2 separate regions of the Sus scrofa genome follow, and region 2 is linked to region 1. Evidence: chromatin contacts called from public HiChIP or PLAC-seq data. All regions are on one chromosome and are shown on one strand. The core of a region is the stretch at or near the end of the contact, and the rest is flanking DNA. Distances in the headings are between cores, read along the strand shown. Region 1 has its middle 16 kb from the start of PLEKHH2. Region 2 overlaps LOC106509843 (a long non-coding RNA gene).

Region 1 (4,619 bases), core at 1,671-4,170:
ACTTTAGGACCTTCGACAAATGACTAAGTTAAATTAATAAATAATCTTTGATGCAGAGATGGTTTCTATACAAAAAGAAACAAAAACTAGTAACTAAACAAAATTTTAAGTTACCTTTTTGCCTAAACTGACAATAGATTAACAAAATTTGCAAATACATTTAAATGATACTACACATAGACACACACACATACACACACATTCACAATTTAGTTATTTTTGCCACCTCACATTTATTAGAGTTATATGAGGTAAGTGCTAAAGGAGAAAAATAGATAATTTTGGTTTTCAATTTTCTAGTTTTCTTTTGTATCTGAAGAAAAGAAAGGCTGGTGACTTTGGTTAAATAGGGCAATTCATATAATCGTTTAATTAATTACACTAGATACAATAATATTTTAAAATCACACACATATATATATACACACACACAATGATAATGCATTTTGAGGGTCTTATTAAAAAAGTTGTAGTTTGTTCAGATGGCAAATTTACTATGCTATCTACATTGTTTTATTTACTCTATTAATATGTTAATTATATTTTAAAATTAGACTTCAAATTAATATCTATGTGTATATTTTTATTTGCATTTACATATGTGGGATTGAATACATATTAAGGTATATTAATAAGCCCTTTACCGCAAATTGTTACACAAATAATATGCAAAAGAAGTAAAAATAGAATTTGGATTTTTTTCTTAAAATTAATGTTATTTTATGTACAGATCAGTGGAGGTCACCAAATTATTTTGCTAATTCTTGGTGCTTCTTGACATAGTTTTAAATCATTTTTCAAAAGTTCTCACTTTTGAAAAAAAAGTTGAGTTTCTGGCAAGCATTCTTGCTTATTTCTATGTTTTTATACCTTTGCTGCAAGTTGTTTTTTATTTAGATATTTATGAATCTGTCTCCTTAATCACCCTTGATGTTGCTTTTCCTAAATTCAGGCCTCAAATTCAGAATAATAAAACTCTTAAGATATCTTTTATGCCTGAGCTATCCTTCAGGTCCCTAAAATGACTTGCTAGTAACACAAAGATTTGCTCCATCACTCAATAAAAGAAAGGCAAATAGGGATAATTAAGTTTGTCTAAAAAAACCTGTATGAATTCTTTTGTTTAACAAACTTAGAATTAAAAAAAAAACAAAACAAAACACAAAAACCCTGGGAGTTCCCTAGTGGCCTAGTAGGTGAAGGATCAGGTATTATCACTGCTGTTGCTCTGGTTGATGCTGTGGTACAGGTTTGACCCCCGGCCCCAGGGAATTTCCATGTGCTATGGGTGCCACAAAAACAAATTAAATAAAACGATTTAAAAAACCCAACAATAAAAAGAGAGTTTATCTTCTCAGGCAAATTATAGTTAAGTAAAAACAAATACTTTGTATGATTGGGTACTTTTCAAGTTTAAGAAAACAACAACATGCTCATGTACAAGCACCAAGATGGTATAATAACCACCTATCAAAATGTGTTTTCTGGGATTCTATATATTTTAGAGATTAAGCCCTTGTCAGTTGCATCATTTGAAACTATTTCCTCCCATTCTGTAAGTTGTCTTTTTGTCTTCTTTTTGGTTTCCTTGGGATTCTAGATGCATAATTCCTATACCCCTGTTTGTTCATACAAAGTCTGAATAAACACTAGCAGTATTAATACAAATACATGGTAATCTTTAGAGGCCTACTGCTCATTTCAGCATTTCACTGAGTAGCCAAAATATAGTCACCTTGTTTGGAAGTGTGACAGCAATAGTAAAATGTGTAAAAACTTCATTTGATTTTGTTTTAAGGTTTTTGTTAACCTTAATGGTTGCTGTGCTATATACACTCTTCTACAGATAGAAAATTTCTCATTTTTTAGCTAGTCATCTAATCTCTATAAAATATTGTTCTATTTCACCTCCCATGTCACTGCGACACTAACACAGCCACTTCCTTCATTTGATTGAAAAAAGAGAACCCTGTCATTACTTAACTCCTATCAGGGAACGCTCCACATCACTTATGGGCCTTATAGAGACTCTCTTAAATGTCCTTGATTTAATTTTGTAATGGCCCATACTAAAAAAGAAAAACTGAAAATTGCCAAGTAGGCTGGGCTATCACAGATTTGAATTTACCCTTGAAAGGTAAGCTTCTCAGAAATCAACTCAGTTCAGATGGCCATATTAATCGGTCTCGCCCAGTGCCAGCTAACAAAGGATAAACTATTTGTCCTGATAGTAGGTATTCTTTGGGTTAGTCTATAATTTCAAAACTCTTTAGAAAAAAAGAAATTTCCTGACCATTACAAAAATCCTTGTAACATGGACTGTGAAATAAAGAACTTGAGATATTTTGCTAGTACGTAGAGAGATAACCACAATAAAAGTGAGAGTTTAACAAAAATCACACATGACATTATCCAAAATAGCTGAGAGAAATTAACCAAGATGTAGAAGAAACATTAAGGAGGTTATTTTACGTATTGCTGATGATCGTTCTAATGCGTATCTTATTTGCCAAATATTTGTAGCTCATTTCCACATTTCCTTTGGGACTTTTCTAAGATATAACCTTATGAATGAAGTCTTCCCTGACCATCCTATATGAAATAAGAAACTTCTTCTTCCCCATCCTGCTTTATATTTATAGCAGTTTGTCTACTGTCTGTCTTTCTCCACTAGAATATAAGCTCCACGAGATTCTTTGTTCTGTTCATTCTTGGGATTTCCAGTGCCTAGAGATGTCTAGCACATAATGTGCACAAATAGGTGTTGATACAATAAATGAATATGTCTTCCTAAGTCCATTGCACTTAGCAGCATTGATTTATTCATCAAAGAGGACCTTGTATCTTCCAGGCAGCGTGTTGAGATCTGATGATGAACAGTGACCAACTTCTGCTTTCAAGAAGGTTATGGTTCACTCAGAGGGAAGCTGATAAGCAGACTGGCATTTAGAGCACAGTGTAATAAATGCTGGGACAGGGGAAGTACTCTGTGCTGAGGAACTGTACGGCAGACTTACCTAATCCGGTCTGGAGGGCATCAAGGAAGAATTCTTCATGAAAGTGATGTCCTAACAAAGACAATGAGGACAAGAAGTTAATCCTGTTAAAAAATTGGGAGAGTCAAAAGTGTTTCATGGGGAGTTCCTGTCATGGCTCAGCGGAAAGGAATCTGACTGACTACGGAAGGTTCGATCCCTGGCCTTGCTCAGTGGGTTAAGGATCTGGTGTTGCCGTGAGCTGTGGTATAGATTGCAGACGTGGCTCGGTTCTGGCGTTGCTGTGGTTGTGGTGTAGGCCAGCAGCTGCAGCTCTGATTTAGACCCCTAGTGTGGGAACCTCCATGTGCCTCGGGTATGGCTCTTTGTTTCATGCAAAGAGATAGGTCAGTGGAAAGGCTGAATGGTGAGAGAAGCTGTTGCCAGATTAAAGACTTAAATCTCCCCAGAGGCGCTGATTTGTTTCATGTGTTCAAGTCCTGCACTGTGTTGTTCTCTGTGCTGGGAAAGGCTGGAATGCCTCCCTGTTTATAGCTTAATCACCTCTACATCCTGGAAAACCTCTTGTTATGTGGCTTCTCCCACTTCACAAAAGCAGAAGTAATCACTTGCTTCTTTGTCCCATCACTATAATCAGTGTTTCCTCTGTTCTAGCCCTTACTAATTTTTTTCAACACTATATTACACACTTTGTATCCTTAGGCACTAGGAACTCCAAGGGGCTAGTATAGCACAGGCACTCATTAAATGTTTGTTGAATGAATAAATGATTAATTGGTACTGATTCTGAATATAATTTCCTGTTTCTGTTACTTAGGGAAGAGAACAACTAGAAAAATCCTAGGATTCTTCCATATCAAGAAAAGAATGGGAGTTCCCATCATGGCTTAGTGGTTTATGAACCCAGCTAGCATCCATGAGGATGTGGATTCGATCCCTGGTCTTGCTCAGTGGGTTAAGGATCTGGTGTTGCCATGAGCTGTGGTGTAAGTTGCAGACTCAGTTCAGATCCCACGTTGCTGTGGCTGTGGTGTAGACTGGTGGCTACAGCTCCGATTGGACCCCCTAGCCTGGGAACCTCCATATGCCTCTAGAGCAGCCCTAAAAAAAAAAGAGAGAGAGAGAGAGAGAGAGAGAAAAGAATGACTGCAGAGTAAAAAATCATATAGAGACAGATTCTCTATCTATCCATCCATCTATCCATCTGTCTATCTAACTATTCATCTATCTGCATTCTAGGTCCTGCTTGGAATAAAGGAGGTGAAGAATCACAAATGTGTCCTATTCCGTATACTTGTTAATATTTGTCCCCCATTAGTTCTGTGAAAGCAGAAGCTAAGGCAGGGCTTGGTATGCATCATATCTATTGGGACCAACTTCGGGTTGGAAAGGAATGATGTAGGTTTGGAACAAGAAATGCCCATGGGGAGGCCTAGAGCACATACAACCCAAGTCAGAGCTGTCCCACAATGACCACAAATATACTAAGAGTGCCATCGGTTGGTCAGTACTCAGATGGAAGGGTGTGTGTGCTGGGGTGTGGCAATAGTTTAGGGAAACCCTGATGGGAGTGACAGCTGGAAGCTCTTTGGTCACCATATTCCATGCAACCTGGGCAGCAAG
Region 2 (4,417 bases), core at 1,870-4,369, 600 kb after region 1:
TACTGAGAGGGGGGACTTTCCTCTCTAGGAGAGAACTTGGCTGTTTAACCAAGATTCCTTCTCAGAGCCTCGTGCTGCCTCTCGCTTTGAGGGGTGTGGAGTGCCCTTAGTGCCATGGCAACAAGGAGCCCCCTCCCACCCCCCCCACCATCACCCCCTCACCATCACCCCCCCAAACACACACACACTGTGTTTTGCTTGCATTGCTCTTTTCAAGTCTGAGGATTCATTCCAGTTGATCTCTGATATCTCTCAGCAAAGTATTCTCATTTGGGTTGGTTGCCTTGGGGGATGAAGGGAAGTGGTTCTAGATGGACCTCTGTCCCTTCTACCAGAGCCAGGCCCATAGGTGGTGGGAGCAGCCTAGGTGGCTCTGCTGATGCCTGCCAGTGACCTTCCTTCTGGCCTTTGCCCCAGCTCCATGCAGCCCAGTCACATGGAGCACCTTCCACGACTGTGTCGGATTTGGGGCCTCTGATGCCAAAGGGCTAAATGGGGGACACAGAACATGCAAAGCAGCAAACAGGCCAAAACAAGTGTACGTGTATGAACAACTGCATGTGTGAGCAACTGTCAGGCTAAGGGGAGAGTCGACAAGGAAGCCTTCCTGGAAGAGGGAGGATTTCTATGGCCTTTATGTTCACATAGTTTCTGAAACCTTGGGAACAACCACCTCGTCCCAGCAAATCTTAGCACCTAAAGTCAGGAAAAAGGACAACTGTGAGCACCCTCCCTCCTCCCCCATGTGGGTGTCACTGAGATGTAGACCTGGCCACCCCCTGACACTGGAGCATCTGGATGCCCAGAACAATTTAGGGGCTCCACAGAAAGCCGCTGTTCTCCCTCCATCTTCTTCCTTCTCTACTTCCCCTACCACAGCCAGAGACTCCTCTCCTCTTGGTTTACCCAGGGTCCCTGCTTAGCTTACGTCCTTCCCTCCCTGTCTGTGCTCTGCTTCTGCTGCTCCTCACACCTGGCAGTTTCCTCCCACTTACTCCTGGAAGCTCTCAGCTCATGGAATAACAGGGCAGATTGATCATCTGTTGTCGGCTCAACATCACCAGCACCCCTTTCTAAGGTTTCCCCTGTGGCACTGAGAGAAGCTGAGAACTACGATTCCCAGAATCCCCTTGGTTGTATGGTACCATCTTGGAAACACCAAGGAGAAGCTCTGGTCCAATTTTTTCTTTTTTTTTTCTTTTGTCTTTTTGCCTTTTCTAGGGCCGCTCCCTCAGCATATGGAGGTTCCCAGGCTAGGTGTCGAATAGGAGTTGTAGCCGCCGGCCTACACCACAGCCACAGCAACGCAGGATCCAAGCCACGTCTGCAACCTACACCACAGCTCACGACAACGTCGGATCCTTAACCTACTGAGCAAGGCCAGGGACCAAACCTGAAACCTCATGGTTCCTAGTCAGATTCGTTAGCCACTAAGCCACCACGGGAACTCCTCTGGTCCAATATTTATCATATATATAAGAAAAGGAGAGGTCATTATTAAATACAGATTCATAGTTTTCAATGAAAATTTAGCAGCCAAACTGACATGACCTATAAGTGTAAAATACATATCAGATTTTAAAGACTTTGTACCCCCAAAACGTAAAATATCTCGTTGATAATTTTTATATTGTTTCCACATATTTTTTATATATTGAGTTAAATAAAATACTAATTTTGCCTGTTTCCTTGTGCTTTGTCTATGTGACAACTGGAAATGTTTTAGTTACTTATGTAGCTTACATACTCTTGGGAAGAGCTGGTTTAAAATGTGTGGAAAATAAACACACAAAACACTTCATAGATGCACGAGACAATGAACAATGTCACAATGTTGAATGTGGATTAATGCCGCGTGAGAGAGATGCAGACGTCAAGAGTTAAGAGCTCAAAGGAGAAAAAGAAGTCCCTGGGGGCTCCAGGGTAGGGAGGGAGGTGGTAAAGCCGGGACTGAGCCACACCCGGAAGAACAAGGAGGATGTGGATGGGGTGAGGGCATTGAGGCTGTTCCAGGCAGTGGACTCAATGCACTAAGAGAAGAATAACTCAGGCTCGGCAAGATGCGAAGGCCTTGGGGTCTCAAGCAAATGTGAAGGAAGGATTGTTTCCACCTGTGTCTTCAGCCGCCCCTTCCATTCCTTCCATCCCGTGGCTAGAGTGTTGGGGAGGGAGAGAGGCGGGCAGGAGGTCCTGCGTTGAATGCTGGGAACACAGGTGCTGTGTCCTAGGGTACCAAAGGGCCTTTGAATATCAGGTCACAGTGCAAACTCAAACCCAGATCCAAACACCTCCTCTGGCTTTGTCTAGAGTGGGTTCCTTGAGGGACCACACTTTCCAGGGGTGCTGGGGTCCCGGGTCCAGGCTCCGGGGGGGCAGGAGGCTCTACTCTGGCCTCAACCCCAGAGGCTCTGCCTCCCTCCTCCAGGCCCAGCCCCAGTGGGTTCCTGGTGGCTGCAGACATGAGTCCTGGGGCAAGTCACAGGGAAAACGTGCTCCAGTCAGAGAGGAACTCCCTCCCTCCATCTGGGCAACATGGAGTTTGGTGGAATGAAGCCATGGGGACAAGAAACCAAAAGCCTACGGCTTGAATGTGCTTATGCGCTTGCATTTTGCAGAATTTCTGGCATGGCTCTCCCTGGTCAGTAGTGGGATCTTTCTGAGAAAAGCTGGGACCTCTGTGGTCCTGGCCTGGTCCTGTGGGACTGGCTGCCTGGAGCCAAGAGGAGGGGCTGGAGCTGAGCCCAAGCTGTACTTTTGTTTTCTTTTCTTTTCTTTTTAGGGCTGCACCTGAGGCAGCATATGGAAGTTCCCAGGCTAGCGGTCAAATTGGAGCTGCAACCACCAGTTACACCACAGCCACAGCAACACAGGATCCAAGCTGCATCCGCAACCTCCCCCGCAGCTTGCAGCAACGCCGGATCCTTAACCCACTGAGTGTGGCCAGGGATCGAACCCACATCCTCAGGGACACTAGTCAGGTTTTTAACCCACTGAGCCACAAGGGGAACTCCCAACTTGGATGTTGAGTCATTTCAAGAAGGGCCAGCTGTGGTTTCCAGGCCAGAAGATAGGCCCAGAGATTGGCCCCAGAGGAACGTCAAGCCAGCCAGCCAGAGAAGGTGCTAGAGCGTCCACACAGCCGAGAAACAGGAAGCAGGGTAGTCTCAGAAAAGGGCTGATTCCCCAAGCCCTGACAGTGCACTGCCTTGGAGAGGCCTCCTTGGTGGGAGATCTTTGAAAACAGAACTTTGCCGCCATTGCCTCAAAGGGCTTTCAGACTTGCTTCCGGAAAGAAGAAGCCTTAACAGTTCAATGATCCCTCCCTAAGCATCTATCCTCCCCAAACACTGAACCAGGCGCCATGCGGGAAATGAGAAGAAAGGCAGAAAAACTTTAAAGCTCAGCACAGGAAGAGCCTTAAGAGGGCACTTTAGTTTTTTTCTCTCACTGATTCATTTATTCAAACAATTATTGAATATTACCTACATTCCAGACACTACTTTAAGTGCCAGGTATACAGAAGTGAACAAGAAAAATAAAATCTCTCTCCTTTCTTTGGTGTGTTTTGTTTTTGTTTCTGGTTTTTCCCCCCATTTATTTTAAAGTTTTATTGAAACATAGGTGATTTACAATGTTGTGATAACTTCTGCTGTACGAGAGCGATGCAATGACACATCTACACATATTCGTTCTCCTTCAGATTCTTTCCCTACACATATTGTCACAGAATATTGGGTAGAATTCTCTGTGCTATACAGCAGGTCCCCACTGGCCAGTCATTCCACATACTTCAGTGTGCATATGCCAATCCCAAACCCCCAGCCCAAGAGGTCACTTTAAAATGACTTCTCAGAGTAGAAATTCTTGCAAAAGCACCCAGAGCAGTTCCATGTAGACTTGGGGCTCTGAGAGCAAACTGCTTAAAAGAATCAGGAGTTCCCGCCGTGGCTCAGTGGTTAACGAATCTGACTAGGAACCATGAGGTTGCAGGTTCGATCCCTGGCCTTGCTCAGTGGATTAAGGATCCAGCGTTGTCATAAACTGCGGTGTAGGTTGCAGACGCAGCTTGGATCTGGCATTGCTGTGGCTGTGGCTGTGGCCGGCAGCTATAGCTCTGATTAGACCCCTAGCCTGGGAACCTCCATATGCCACGGAAGCAGCCCTAAAAAAGGCAAAAAAAAAAAAAAAAAAAAAAAAAAAAGAATCAAAGAATCTGTAAGCAGCATATGGAGGACTGGCCCAGTCCAGGAAGAGACCCTGAAGCACACAGCCCAGACTGCGAGGGCCAAGGAACCCTGAGCCAGGACGGCCCATGACAGGGCTGGCCACTGTGCGTGCGCATAGGTCTAGAGAAGGCCTCCTGGGCAAGAGGCCTGGAAGTAGGCCTTGAATGACATGCAGGCTCTGGGGTCGGGAA

The links. HiChIP or PLAC-seq counts read pairs in DNA pulled down with a chosen protein or histone mark.
Region 2: a contact with region 1 is called in an H3K27ac HiChIP or PLAC-seq map of alveolar macrophages. The contact joins two enhancer-like sites. A contact is called at or near these places in 1 of 47 Hi-C or Micro-C datasets (embryonic fibroblasts) and 1 of 2 datasets of contacts at active chromatin or transcription factors (alveolar macrophages).

The regions. Positions count from the first base shown.
Region 1 is chr3:96,847,256-96,851,874 of Sscrofa11.1, forward strand. No RefSeq gene overlaps it. Among named protein-coding and RNA genes, the nearest start is that of PLEKHH2, 16 kb to the left of the region's middle. Within about 2 kb of position 2,921, at least 6 of the 83 cell types and tissues checked have an H3K27ac peak or open chromatin away from gene starts, as enhancers often do. A contact at or near this core is called in alveolar macrophages, where this site is marked.
Region 2 is chr3:97,444,967-97,449,383 of Sscrofa11.1, forward strand. All of the region lies in intron 4 of LOC106509843 (a long non-coding RNA gene), which reads right to left. Among named protein-coding and RNA genes, the nearest start is that of TRNAI-UAU, 120 kb to the right of the region's middle. Within about 2 kb of position 3,120, at least 5 of the 83 cell types and tissues checked have an H3K27ac peak or open chromatin away from gene starts, as enhancers often do. A contact at or near this core is called in alveolar macrophages, where this site is marked.